Regions from separate parts of the Rattus norvegicus genome. Here region 1 is linked to region 2. A link is a contact called in public Hi-C data. All regions are on one chromosome and are shown on one strand. The core of a region is the stretch at or near the end of the contact, and the rest is flanking DNA. Distances in the headings are between cores, read along the strand shown.

Region 1 (5,397 bases), core at 112-2,611, 130 kb after region 2:
ACCCTGATGGAGAGATGTGATATTGGAAGCTTCGGGGTTTCCAAAGCCAATTTAGCCTCAAGCTCTTGAGGATGCAGTTAGATGCATTGGGGGTCACATCATGGCCACACAAAGCCAAGCAAGCGAGCAAACAAAAGTGACAGAGAAATAAGGGTAGAGAGGGATGCTCATGGCCTACAGCTGTTAGAGAAAGCTCAGACACATAGGATTTTACATAGAGTAGGCAGGCCTATTCTCCAGCGTACTCAGTTTGAGAAGTTCATTCCTCAGCATATTCAGCTTAAGGTCATAGCTCAAGAAGAAAAGTAGGGCACCCAGGAGTTTGCCTCTAAGGATACTTGCTGGACATTGGTCTTAGACAACACAGCAACACTGATAACTTGGTGAGCTAACCAGAGAGTTCTGCTCAGGGAGATAGAACAACACATTTCCAAATGAGCATCAGCCTCAGGAAACCTCAAACGGTGTTACCAGGAAAGCCCTACTCCTTTGAGTCAGGCCTTTGAGTCGATTTTCTTTTAGACATGGAACCTCTCTGCATTTATTCTGTAAATGTGTAGTAAGCGTTTTCTTTGCATCCTGCTCTGTGGTAAGTGCTGGGAAAAGACAGGTCCTCTGCTAAAGTAGTTTAGGGATTTAGAGCAAAGGCGAGAAGAGAGTGCATTCCAGAGGCAGGGAGGGTCTGTCACACCCCAACCTGCTGGGTCAGGAGGTGACTATGGCTAAGGAGTATACACAAATTCATACACACACACACACACACACACACACACACACACACAGAGAGACAGAGAGACAGAGAGAGACAGAGACAGAGAGACAGAGGCAGAGACAGAGAGACAGAGGCAGAGAGACAGAGACAGAGAGACAGAGGCAAAGAGACAGAGATTGAGAGGCAGAGGCAGAGGCAGAGGCAGAGGCAGAGAGAGCATTAAGTGCTATGTCTGAGATCCAGAACTTCCTTACCATATTAGACTAACATTTAGGAAATTCTTCCAAGGACATAGTTTAGTAGTTCAGTTGGTAGAGTGCTAGCCTTGCATTCAGGAGACCCTGGGTTCAGTCTATAGTTACAAAAAAAAGTCTGACAGCCTCCCTCATAACCACAGAAGCTTAGGAAACAGAAACTACAAACAGTAACCTCTTTAATATCCAGGCCAAGAAGACATTAGTTATATTTTATACAGAGAAAGGAATCAAGGCCCACAGAGTCTACCCACTCTACTTCTCAGCCATTACATCCCGCCAAAGCAAACAAAGTTTGCCTGGCATCAACTTCGAGACACAGAATTCATCAGGTCTCAGCTCTGCCTGAGGCGAGCACATCTCATCGCTCTTTCTCTCAGCTTCCCGCCTTCCTTCTGAGTCAAGGCCTGTCCTCTCTTTCTGGCTGCATCTGGCATTCCTTAAACACTTGCTCACCTCTTACAAGTGACAGCAGATTTTGTTCCTCTGGTTGACCCTTTTGTGCTGGTTCGCAGTCTTTTTTTATGGCTTAATCTGCTCCTGGTTACCTTGGACAAAGTTTTCCTAGTTCAGATAGATATGCATCTTGGGTCCTTCTGGATCAGCCTTCTGGTTCAGGATCTAGACTGTCAGCCTCTCCAAGGCTTGTGCAAGTCCAGGGTAAACTGAGAAGGCACTCCCTCAAAATTTGTGCGCAGAACCACTGTCTAACAATACCTTTGTCCTGGCTTCTAAAAATGGCCTTAACCTCTGAAAGTCTCCTGCCATCTACTTGGAGAACTAACTATATTTACTCCTGTACAATAAAACATACAATTGCCAGGAAGACTTTAAAATCAGTACAGTTTTCTCTGAATCACAAACCAGTTTCCGCCCACACTCACCCAGCTCAATCTTGTTTCTTTTGTCCTACTTTATGTTCCTTTTCAATAATCAAATTTTCAAGTTTTTTTTTGTGACTCATGGAGGATTAATCATTGATTCATTCATTAGATAGTTCAAACATTTATCAGCATCTCCAATGTGTCAAATGGTAGACAGCCTCTGTTTTCTGATAACCAGTCAGCAGTTGGACACATAAGTGGAGTACCATGCTAGAAGCAGGTTTTATGATTTTTTTGGTTAACACGGGTCTGCTTTGACCCTCGATGCTCCTTTGGGCTGTTTTGTGCTTTTCTGTCCCCCCCCCCAAGTGAGATAATATCCTATAATCAATTTGTATCAGATTCAAGGCTTAAAGTATGTACTCTAACATGTGATTTATTATTTCCATTTTAATTTCTGAGGGGGAGGGTTACAGGCTTGCTGGCTGCCATGTGAGACTCCCTCAGAGCTGGAACAAAGGGAGGGAACGAGGGAGGGAGAGAGGAAGGGAGATGGGGACAGAGAGGTCTACCTGACAGTTCCGGTGTGAAGCTTTGTACTTCCTGCGTCTAGAGGTTAGCATCATGGGCTCTATTGCTGCTCGCTTCTCCTTTTGGATTCTCTCATGACCTGAGCATAGCCTACATTTTGGATGATCACTCCTGGTTCTCAGCTACTGTCCTTGGACAGCTGTGTTATCAGCCTTTGAGAGCCTTTTTATAGTTGAGTGTCGGCTTCAGAATACCTATTCGTTCCTCTGTTGTCGAATGGTGGGACTGGATGTTCTCAGTGTCTTGGTGGTCTAAGGCAATGGTTCTCAACCTGTGGGTTGAAGCCTCTCAGCAAACCTTGATCACCAAAAATATTTGCCTTATGACTCATAATTACATTTATGAAAGAGCAACAAAAATAGTTTTATGGTTGGGGGTCACCACATCATGAGGAACTGTGTTAATAGGGTCACGTCATTAGGAAGGTTGAGAACCACTGGTCTAAGTGATAATAATCAGCTATGGAGAAAAAAATGTTTTATTTTAATGCCTTTTACAACCAAGGGTGTCAGGTCCAAAAGAAACCCAGGACAAGTGGCTAAACTATGGTGCCTATTAGCATAGCAAACTTCTAAGCATAGCTAGCTTCTAAGCTCTCTCAGCAGGTTCCTGTTACAGAGTTCCTTGCTCCTCCCTTGGCTCCTCTCAACCTTCTCACCCACCCTCTGGAGCCCTTGAGATTCGCTTCCCTCTCCCTAGTTTCTGATTCCTGCATACCCCTGCCTTTCAGTTATGGGCCCTGCCCTCTTTGCTCTCTTGGTTCACTTGCCCTTTCTCCTCTTCTCTCTTTTTTCTTCCTCTCTTGCTCTCCCCCACCTGCAGCCCGTTTCCATGGCCCAGTTCAGTCTACTAGCTGTATTTAGTCCTCTACTTTCTCACCCTGCTCTGGACTCTTCCAGATGTCTCTGGCTGTACTCTCCCTCATAGCTACAATAGAAACCTTCTCCTCAGCTATACCTTGGAGCAGTCACATCCTCATTCCATTCGAAGGGCAGTATTCCTACCTAAACAACAAAGGAGTTCCAACTTTAGTCTATTTTAGTGTGAAACTCAGGCTTAGTACTTCAGTTAATATAGTTGAGGTCCATCTTGGATAAATGGTTTTGATCCTATGATCGTAGGGATCAGCAAACATGTTGAACATGTTCTTCCAGAAGCTTTTGAAACCATAGCATTGGTCATGATTGGTCATAGCTCACCCATGTCGCAAACTCTCCTTCATGGTGGGAGCTGTTTGTAAGTTAGGTTGACTTTACTTGGCTCATTCCTCCCACCGGGACTAGCCTTGACTTCACTGTTCTGTGTGAATACAAACATAATGATTAAGTGTGTATTTTCACCTTTCCCTTAAGAAAAAAAAATGGTTAGGGTAAGAAGCAAGCATCGGTGAGAGATTGTATGAGGCCTGTGGAGTTGAAAGGTTGAGAGAGAAGCCTGGGCCTGAGCCTTAAGAAGTTTCCTCGGTGAGCTCTCTGGCTAATGAATGTTCCTTCCCTTTGGGTCCTCAGATCTGAGGCTCTCAGTCCCAACTGTAGCTATCTTCTTCTCTTCAGTTTGCTTTTTTTCCTGGAAGTATTGGAGGGGTTAGCTCATGTTCTTCCCACAGAACTTTTTATTGAGCCAAGCATTTATTGCTTAAGTGATAAGTAAATAAGAAGGAAATGGTACGTGCCCCCAACAGTTCAGATCTAGTCGACAAGAAAGGCAAACAAGCCACTAATTCTAGTATAAGCACAGTCCAAATAAAGGTGAAAGCTAGGGCTTGAACAACAGAGTGAGAAGTTTGACTGATGGATGAAGAATGTCTTTGAGAAGAGTTGACAAGATGACTTTGGAGATGCAACTTCTAGAAGGTAAACAGGTAAAAGAAAGAATTCAAATTGGGGAAAAGAGCCTGAGGGGAGGCTATGGCAAATATACTGAGAAATGAATGTCTTAGGAGCAATGACTTACAAGTCAGGATATAGGCAGAGTTTGAATGTAGAGCTCGCTGCCCAGTACCATGGCCATTACCTATGCATTGCATTTGGACAAAAGACACAGGATAAGTGTAAATACACACAATACTCTCATGACTAGGTCAAAAAGAACATAGTATCACTGATTAAAAATTTTTACTGAGCAAATGCTGAAAGGATACATTGAATACGATGAGTAATACAAGATATTATTAAACACACTTCATCTATTAACACATTTTGGTCTGGCTGCTAGAAAATATAATAGCATCTACAAGGCTCACTTTATATTTCCACTGGACAGTGTTGGCGTAGAAACTGAAATGCCAGGAATTTTAGCATTGTTTTATAAACCATGGGAGATTTTGTGCAAGTAACTTGTGGTGTGTGCTCACTTCAGTAAAATAATTTCCAGTTCTTACTATGATCCCTGTTGGCGTTTTGTGTTGGTTCAACAAACATCTCACTGAATCTATATATTTCATCCAAGTGTGTATCCATCAAAATTGCCCTAAAACTTTTTATACTTTTTCTTTAATTTGCTTATTAGAAGGTTATTAGAATAAACCTGAGCATTTGATTCCTTTGGCTCCTCCTTTCCTCCCCCTCAACACTAACTACAGTAGCCCTCACTAGAGGCTGGTCTCTAATTCTAATGCAACCACAGATGTCATTTCTCTTTTCTTCCTTTGTGTTTTTGCAATGCCCTCTCCAATACCAGAGAAACTTGCCCTCCACCCCGCTCTTAACTTTACATATACATAGTCAATTTCCCCATAAATGTAGTTCCTAACTGTTGCTGCACATTCTCTCCAACATAGCTTCTTCCTTTGTATACTCCTTCTCCTCCTCTTCCTCTCCCCCTCCTCTTCCTCTTCCCCTCCCCCTCCTCTTCCTCTTCCCCCTCCCTCTCCTTTTCCTCTTCCTCCTCCTCTTCCTCCTCTCCCTCCTCCTCTCCCTCCTCCTCTTCCTCCTCCTCCTCTTCCTCTTCCTCCTTCTCCCTGCCCTTGCTCTCAGGGACACATTTCTCACCAAAATAATTTCCTTCCGGTGCTGGG
Region 2 (5,901 bases), core at 692-3,191:
GCTGAATAAGAGTAACAAAGGAAACCACGGGCTGCCCTGACTCACTGAGTCCTGTTAAAACTGGCTCCTTAGTCTCCCCCATCTCCTCTTTGGAGCTAGAACAGCCTCTGAAGTAACCCTTCTATGCCTGGAACTGTCTCCCGTTTGCTTTCAGGAAAAAAGATGGTGAACCATGCAAATGACACTCAAAGCAGGAGTAGAGAGAGCCCTGGGTAGTGCCAGCTCTCCGAAGCCTGGGAATGGCACCTTCCTAGCTCACATGCCTACCTCAGAGGGTAGGTGGGCCCTCAGGATTATGCAGATTCTCCGGTTTCTCAGTGGGAGGTTGCAGTGTAAGATCAGGAAAAGAGCTCAGCATTCTTTGTGATCCTAGTCACGATAAAATAGCATTGCTTCTGCAAACTTCTGCACCAGGATTTACAAAGCTGAGCTGTCAGATACACTCCCACCCCATCTCAAGAAGAATCTGAAGGATCAGACTGGCCAGATCCTAAGTATTTGGGCTCTAAATACCCCTCATATTTGCACCCAAATTTGCTCATGCTTTACTCAATAGAATTCCAAAAATTTTCCATCTAAATAATATTGTTTCTTATATTTTACAAAAACATGATGCAAAACCCAAAAAGGTATAGTATGTATGTATGTATATATGTATGTATGTATGTAAGTATGAATGGATGGATGGATGGATGGAAGAACAGCATATAGATTAATGCATTATATTCCACTGACCAGAGTGGTCCAGGCAAAAAGCAGGAAGTGACTACCCTAACGCCCCCACACCACCCCAGCCCCGGCACTGAGGATATTTACGTATCTTTTTATTTCCTTCTTTCTGAGCAATCCTAACTCAGCAGGAGGAGTGTGGACGTGAAGCCTGCACAGTCTGAACCAATAAGGGGAGTAAAGTTCTGAGGGACCCTAGGAAAGCCAACTTGCTTTCCCCAGGGCTTCCTGTCAAATCTCCTCAGAAGGGGCTGTAAAGGAGAGACGAGAACAGTGATCAGTCAAACCTTCACAACCCGAGTCTGGCCTAAGTGCCCTGCAAAACTCCTCACACCGGCTGTGCAAAACCACGGTTGAGCTTTACCTGGGAGGACAGAAACAGTGAGCGAGCGCTGTGGACTGAGAAAGCTCAGCCGCCTCCAGTCCCATTCCCAGGACTCACAAGTGGAGATTCTATTTTCCAAGTGCAAGCGTGCTCGCGTGTGCTTGTGGGTGGATGTGGGTGTGTGCGCCCGGCTGCAGAGAGGGTTCACAAGCAAAGGTTGAAAACTAGCTCCAGGTATGGAATGATCACCAGGTTCATCAAACGGATATCACCTTCCTTTGGAGATCAGCTGCAGCCTGAAGGTGGCTTCCTTGGACCCCCCAATTAGTCTGGCCGGAGCAGCCCGAACGGCCTCTGCCCCTCTGCTCCTTTGACAATACTCATGGCAGAAAGCAGTTCCCAACACACAAAACAGAGCAGCCAGACCAGCAAGACCAGTAAAACCATTACAGCAGTCTATCACCCTTCCCGGAACTCCAAGGAAAAGTTTCCCGATTTCAAAGCGGGCATTTCTCGAATGAATTGAAAATACCCCCTCCGGCTCCCTAGCTTTCCCGTTTCGGCGCCTGCACCGAGGGCACAACCCGGAGCACGAGGTCCGGACTCTCCACGCGCTCCGATCGGTCGCCTGTCACCCCGGGGGACGCCAGTAGGGGCTGGTTCGCCCCGCCACCACAGAGACTCTGCGAAAGCCCCTGGGCCGCCACGTTCGCCAGACAAAAAGCGGCGGGATCTGGAGAGAGAGTGGTGGGCTCACCTGGGGAGCTGCGGTTCCGCAGCTTCGCCGTCGGTGGCCCAGCGGTCCGCTGCCCCGCCGGGCGTCCCGGAGCATTGTCTGTAGCGTGTCTGCGCGCAGTGCTTGCCCAGCCGCGGGCGGCTGACTTCTGCCTGGGCCCGGCGGCCGGGTGGCAGCTGCGATCGCGGCTCCGCCCCCTCCGCCTCGGGTGACGCCGCCCGCCCGACTCCCGCCGCACCCCCGCAGTCCTCGCCGCTGCCCCGCGTTTCCACCGGGCCTGCGCGTCCCGCCACTCTGCCGGTCCCCAGCCCTGGAGGGCGGGAGATCGCCCCTACCCAGGTCCCTAGGAACTCCGCACTGCGCCCCGCCCCCTCGCTCGCCACCGCGAGGCTCCGCCCCCAGTCCGAGCCCTGGCGCCCCTGGACCTGGAGCTGAGCCCCCAAGAGCGTCCCCAGCTCAATCCTTGCTCAGTGCAGTTCTGCTAGGAAGATCTCTGATGCTCCCAGCTTTCCTTAACTACAATGCTCAGATAGGTGTGCCGGAGTAGATTTATTCTCATCCCTCCACCCGGACGACCCTGGGAGACCCTGGTGGGGAGGGAGAAAAAGAACGAAACACGGAAGAGAGGGGGTCGGGAGTACAATGATAAGATCAAGGGCGGTGGGCTGTGAAAGGGGCGTGGGCGTCGTCACTACCACTTACTGTTATCCTACGAGCTGGGCTGGCAATTCTGAGATTTCAGGTCCTGCTCAGCTCCTCATGTCCAGGCCTCTGACAAATGGTTCAGCACATCTCTTTGAACTTTAGTGTTAAACATTGGAATGCAAGTGTTGGCCTGGAGGACCGGCCTTCAATCATGCTGGGGCACCCAGCTCCTCCACCTGTGTTTACACCCGTTTCCAGTGCGTGAGTCACTGGCTGAGATACAAGGAGTTCGAGATATTGTTCCTCGGGCGAGAAATCTTTTAACTCCCAGGAGAACCAGCCAGTCACCTCCCTTCCTCCAGCTGCCTGAGTAGGACAGACTTGCACCTTGCCCTGGGTGTTCCCCCGAGAACCCAGGCATTGAAGTTACCTCTCAGGGCTAAGCCTGAGTGAAAATGGAATTCTCCCCCGCCCCCCTCCCCAACACGTCTGGTTGCTTCCCTCTGCTTTACAGAGACAGGGCAGTGTAACTCCTACTTGGAGTTACACCCTTAATCAGGATGACTCTACTTCGAGAAGGAAGGTACCATCCCAGCCACCCACCCCACCCCACGCCCTCTTCTTCATGTGGTGCTAACACTGGCAGGGCTATATAGAAGTTGCAAGAGGGGAAGACATGTTTTGGATAGCTTCTATGTGAGAAGGGGAAAGAGACCACAAGGAGAGTTTACTCATCACCCCTCATTACGCATATGAGTGTGGATAGAAGGAAAAGAAGATGCAGATGGATGGAAGCAATACGAACATTTACAAAGAACCGACATCATGCCAGGCACCGTCACAGGGCGCGGTTAGCACGTTCGACACAGCATAAAATAGGTCCGGAAGGGGCCTATCCTTTGCCAGGGCTCCCCGGGTGAAAAGCTGTAGTTTTGAGATGGGAAACCAAGAGCTGCCTGACTCCACTGAGAGTCCGACATGTTGCCCTACCCACCAATCCTATCAACCAATTCGTAGGAAAACTCTGGTGGAATGGCGCCAGTAGCGTTATGTTCTCCCGAGGGATCCACTTACTTTAGACACCAGAGGGGAAGGTGCCAACAAGTAGGCAGGTACAAAATGGTCTGCACTGGACAAACAGTCCAGACCAAGAGGGGCTTGCAGTTCAGTAACACTGGGCCCTCTCACATGGGTTTTTGACTCATTCATGGCTCTCAGGATTCAGAGCTGCCCGACTCCACATCGTCCATTTCTTTCATTGCAAAGTCCTCTCCAAGGGGCATAGACACTTCCCACGATAAGGCCATGCCAAGCACATAAAAGACACCTTCAACTCTTTACTTCCTTTACCTAATGCGTCCTTAATGCACAAACAACCTAAAGAATCCAATTAAAAGAATCGAAGTTTACAACAAACATGGCGGGACAGCGAGACCGCCAGGGTTCTATATCATGACACAGCGAGGGAAGGGTTAATTTGGAATTTCTGCTCCATAAACTGTTCCCAAATGGTTTGCTGCACCCATAAGAGATAAATACACAATACTGCCGCTGCTGATCCATAGCGTGGCTTCTTTTCTTTTCTTTCCTTCTCTTTTCTTCTCTTCTCTTTTCTTTTCTGCCGGTAGCAGAGAAGTCTTCAGCCTGCCTAATGAAAAACAAATCTTCAAAAGTGACTGAGACAGGCACGAAGTACCACCGGCTTGCACAGCACTCTTCCTGCAGCTCTGAAGTGGGTTGTGTCCCCTGGTAAGCTCACGCGTGTGGTGGCCATTCCGCTCAGACTTGCACCCCGCACCCTGCAATGCAGTGCAATTTGTGCGTGCTCAGCATCTGGCGGCTTACTGGTTGGTTTTCATGGTGATTTCTACTCAGGACCTGAGTTCTTAGATACAGATCGGACCTTTTATAGGAGCAATTCTCTTGGGTGTTTTAGTGCTTGGGCACCATTCTGTACAAGAGAGCAGTTAAATTTTAGGAGATTGAGAGACAAGATTGAGACGGGGGTACTTTGGGGTAAGGTAAAGTAGTTTATATCTGAAGATCCCAAGAGGCAGAATCAGGAAGTATGTGCCATTAAGTTATGTTAAGAAAACACCAGCTGGGATATTTGAGAAGGCTCAGAAAGCATGAAGACCGGGCTAAAGAATTCTCATTCATGGTCTTTTTCCATCTGACCAAAACAGAAATGCCTCTCACCTTAATGTCAGAAAGGTGTTCAATTTCAGTCCATGAATATTTATTGAAGTTGCTTCTCCCTAGGAAGCTATGGATGGGGTTTTATAGGGGAAACAGTAAGAGACAAGTGGAAGCTCTCAGAAGGGAATGGAGTGAGTTGGGGCGGGGCAGAGAAAGAGACACAGTAGCCCTTTCATGGAGGAAGGGACCTTTGCACAGTGAGAAAGGGACAATGGGGACTTTCCAGACTGCAGGTATGGTATCTACAAAGGAATGGATATGGGAGTGGCCCAAGACTTCGATGGCAGTCCAGCTGGAGCACGATGACAGGAGACACAGTGCAACTGTAAGGTGACACGGGATGGAAAGAGCTGGTTTTCAGGTGAGTCAATCAGAAAGCACAGAGATTTCTAAGCCAGAGTGTGATGTCATCTAAGGTATTTTCTCTTCAGGACTCCTTGGATCTTGTATTCCAGACTGACTAGGAAGCAGGGAAAGAGATTAGAAACAAGAAGCATGACAGAGTTTCTACCCCAGGTCCAGATGGGAGACGGTGGCCTTGGATAGGGGCACAGCAAGGAAGAGAGCAAAGATGGCTTCTTTCGAGAGGTTCGGACTTGGAGATGACTACAGCATTGATGGATGGAGTGCCATATTTACTAACTTACACAATGAAGCACTGGCTGTGTCAAGCCAAAAAGTGCACAGTTATGTATGTGGAGTCTCTCATTTAAACCTCACAGAACCACTGTGTAGCGGAAGACAAGGAATTAAAGATTCCCAGCAGAATTCTGATCTCTGTGTACGGACAGGATGGTAGTATCCTTAGTACCAATAAGAAGTCAGTGGAGGGGTTGGGGATTTAGCTCAGTGGTAGAGCGCTTGCCTAGCAAGCGCAAGGCCCTGGGTTCGGTCCCCAGCTCCGGGGAGAAAAAAAAAGTCAGTGGATATCGCTCAGGGGTAGAAAGCTCGTCTGGCAAGCCAGAGAGCTCACATGTAATCCCCAGTAGCCATCTGGCAGAGGAAAGGATGGCATTGAAGACCTGAGAGGGGAACTAGGAACCATATCATCAATAAGGAACAAAAAACAGCACAGAGACGTGGAGGGTTGGGGGACACAGTTACCTAGAAGAAACCATGAAAAAATAATGTTAGCCACTATTCCTCTAAACTTTGAAAATCCCAACTACAGTCCTGTCTGAATAGAACTCTTTGAAGAATAGAGAATCAGGGAAGAAGAGTTGTCCTGGGTTACTTGTGGGTGGGGATAGTTTGGGATAAGCTTCAG

The links. A called contact is a pair of places that touch in the nucleus more often than the background predicts.
Region 1: a Hi-C map of the A7r5 cell line shows a contact between it and region 2, with 3 times the contacts expected there. The contact joins the enhancer-like site here to the promoter of Prag1 in region 2. A contact is called at or near these places in 3 of 12 Hi-C or Micro-C datasets (the A7r5 cell line, Schwann cells and mammary epithelial cells).

Annotation. Positions count from the first base shown.
Region 1 is chr16:62,970,245-62,975,641 of GRCr8, forward strand. No RefSeq gene overlaps it. Among named protein-coding and RNA genes, the nearest start is that of Prag1, 130 kb to the left of the region's middle. Within about 2 kb of position 1,362, at least 8 of the 93 cell types and tissues checked have an H3K27ac peak or open chromatin away from gene starts, as enhancers often do. A contact at or near this core is called in the A7r5 cell line, where this site is marked.
Region 2 is chr16:62,842,591-62,848,491 of GRCr8, forward strand. It overlaps Prag1 (PEAK1 related kinase activating pseudokinase 1), which reads right to left and starts at 1,942. Exons shown (of 6, transcript NM_001107315.1): 1 at 1,812-1,942.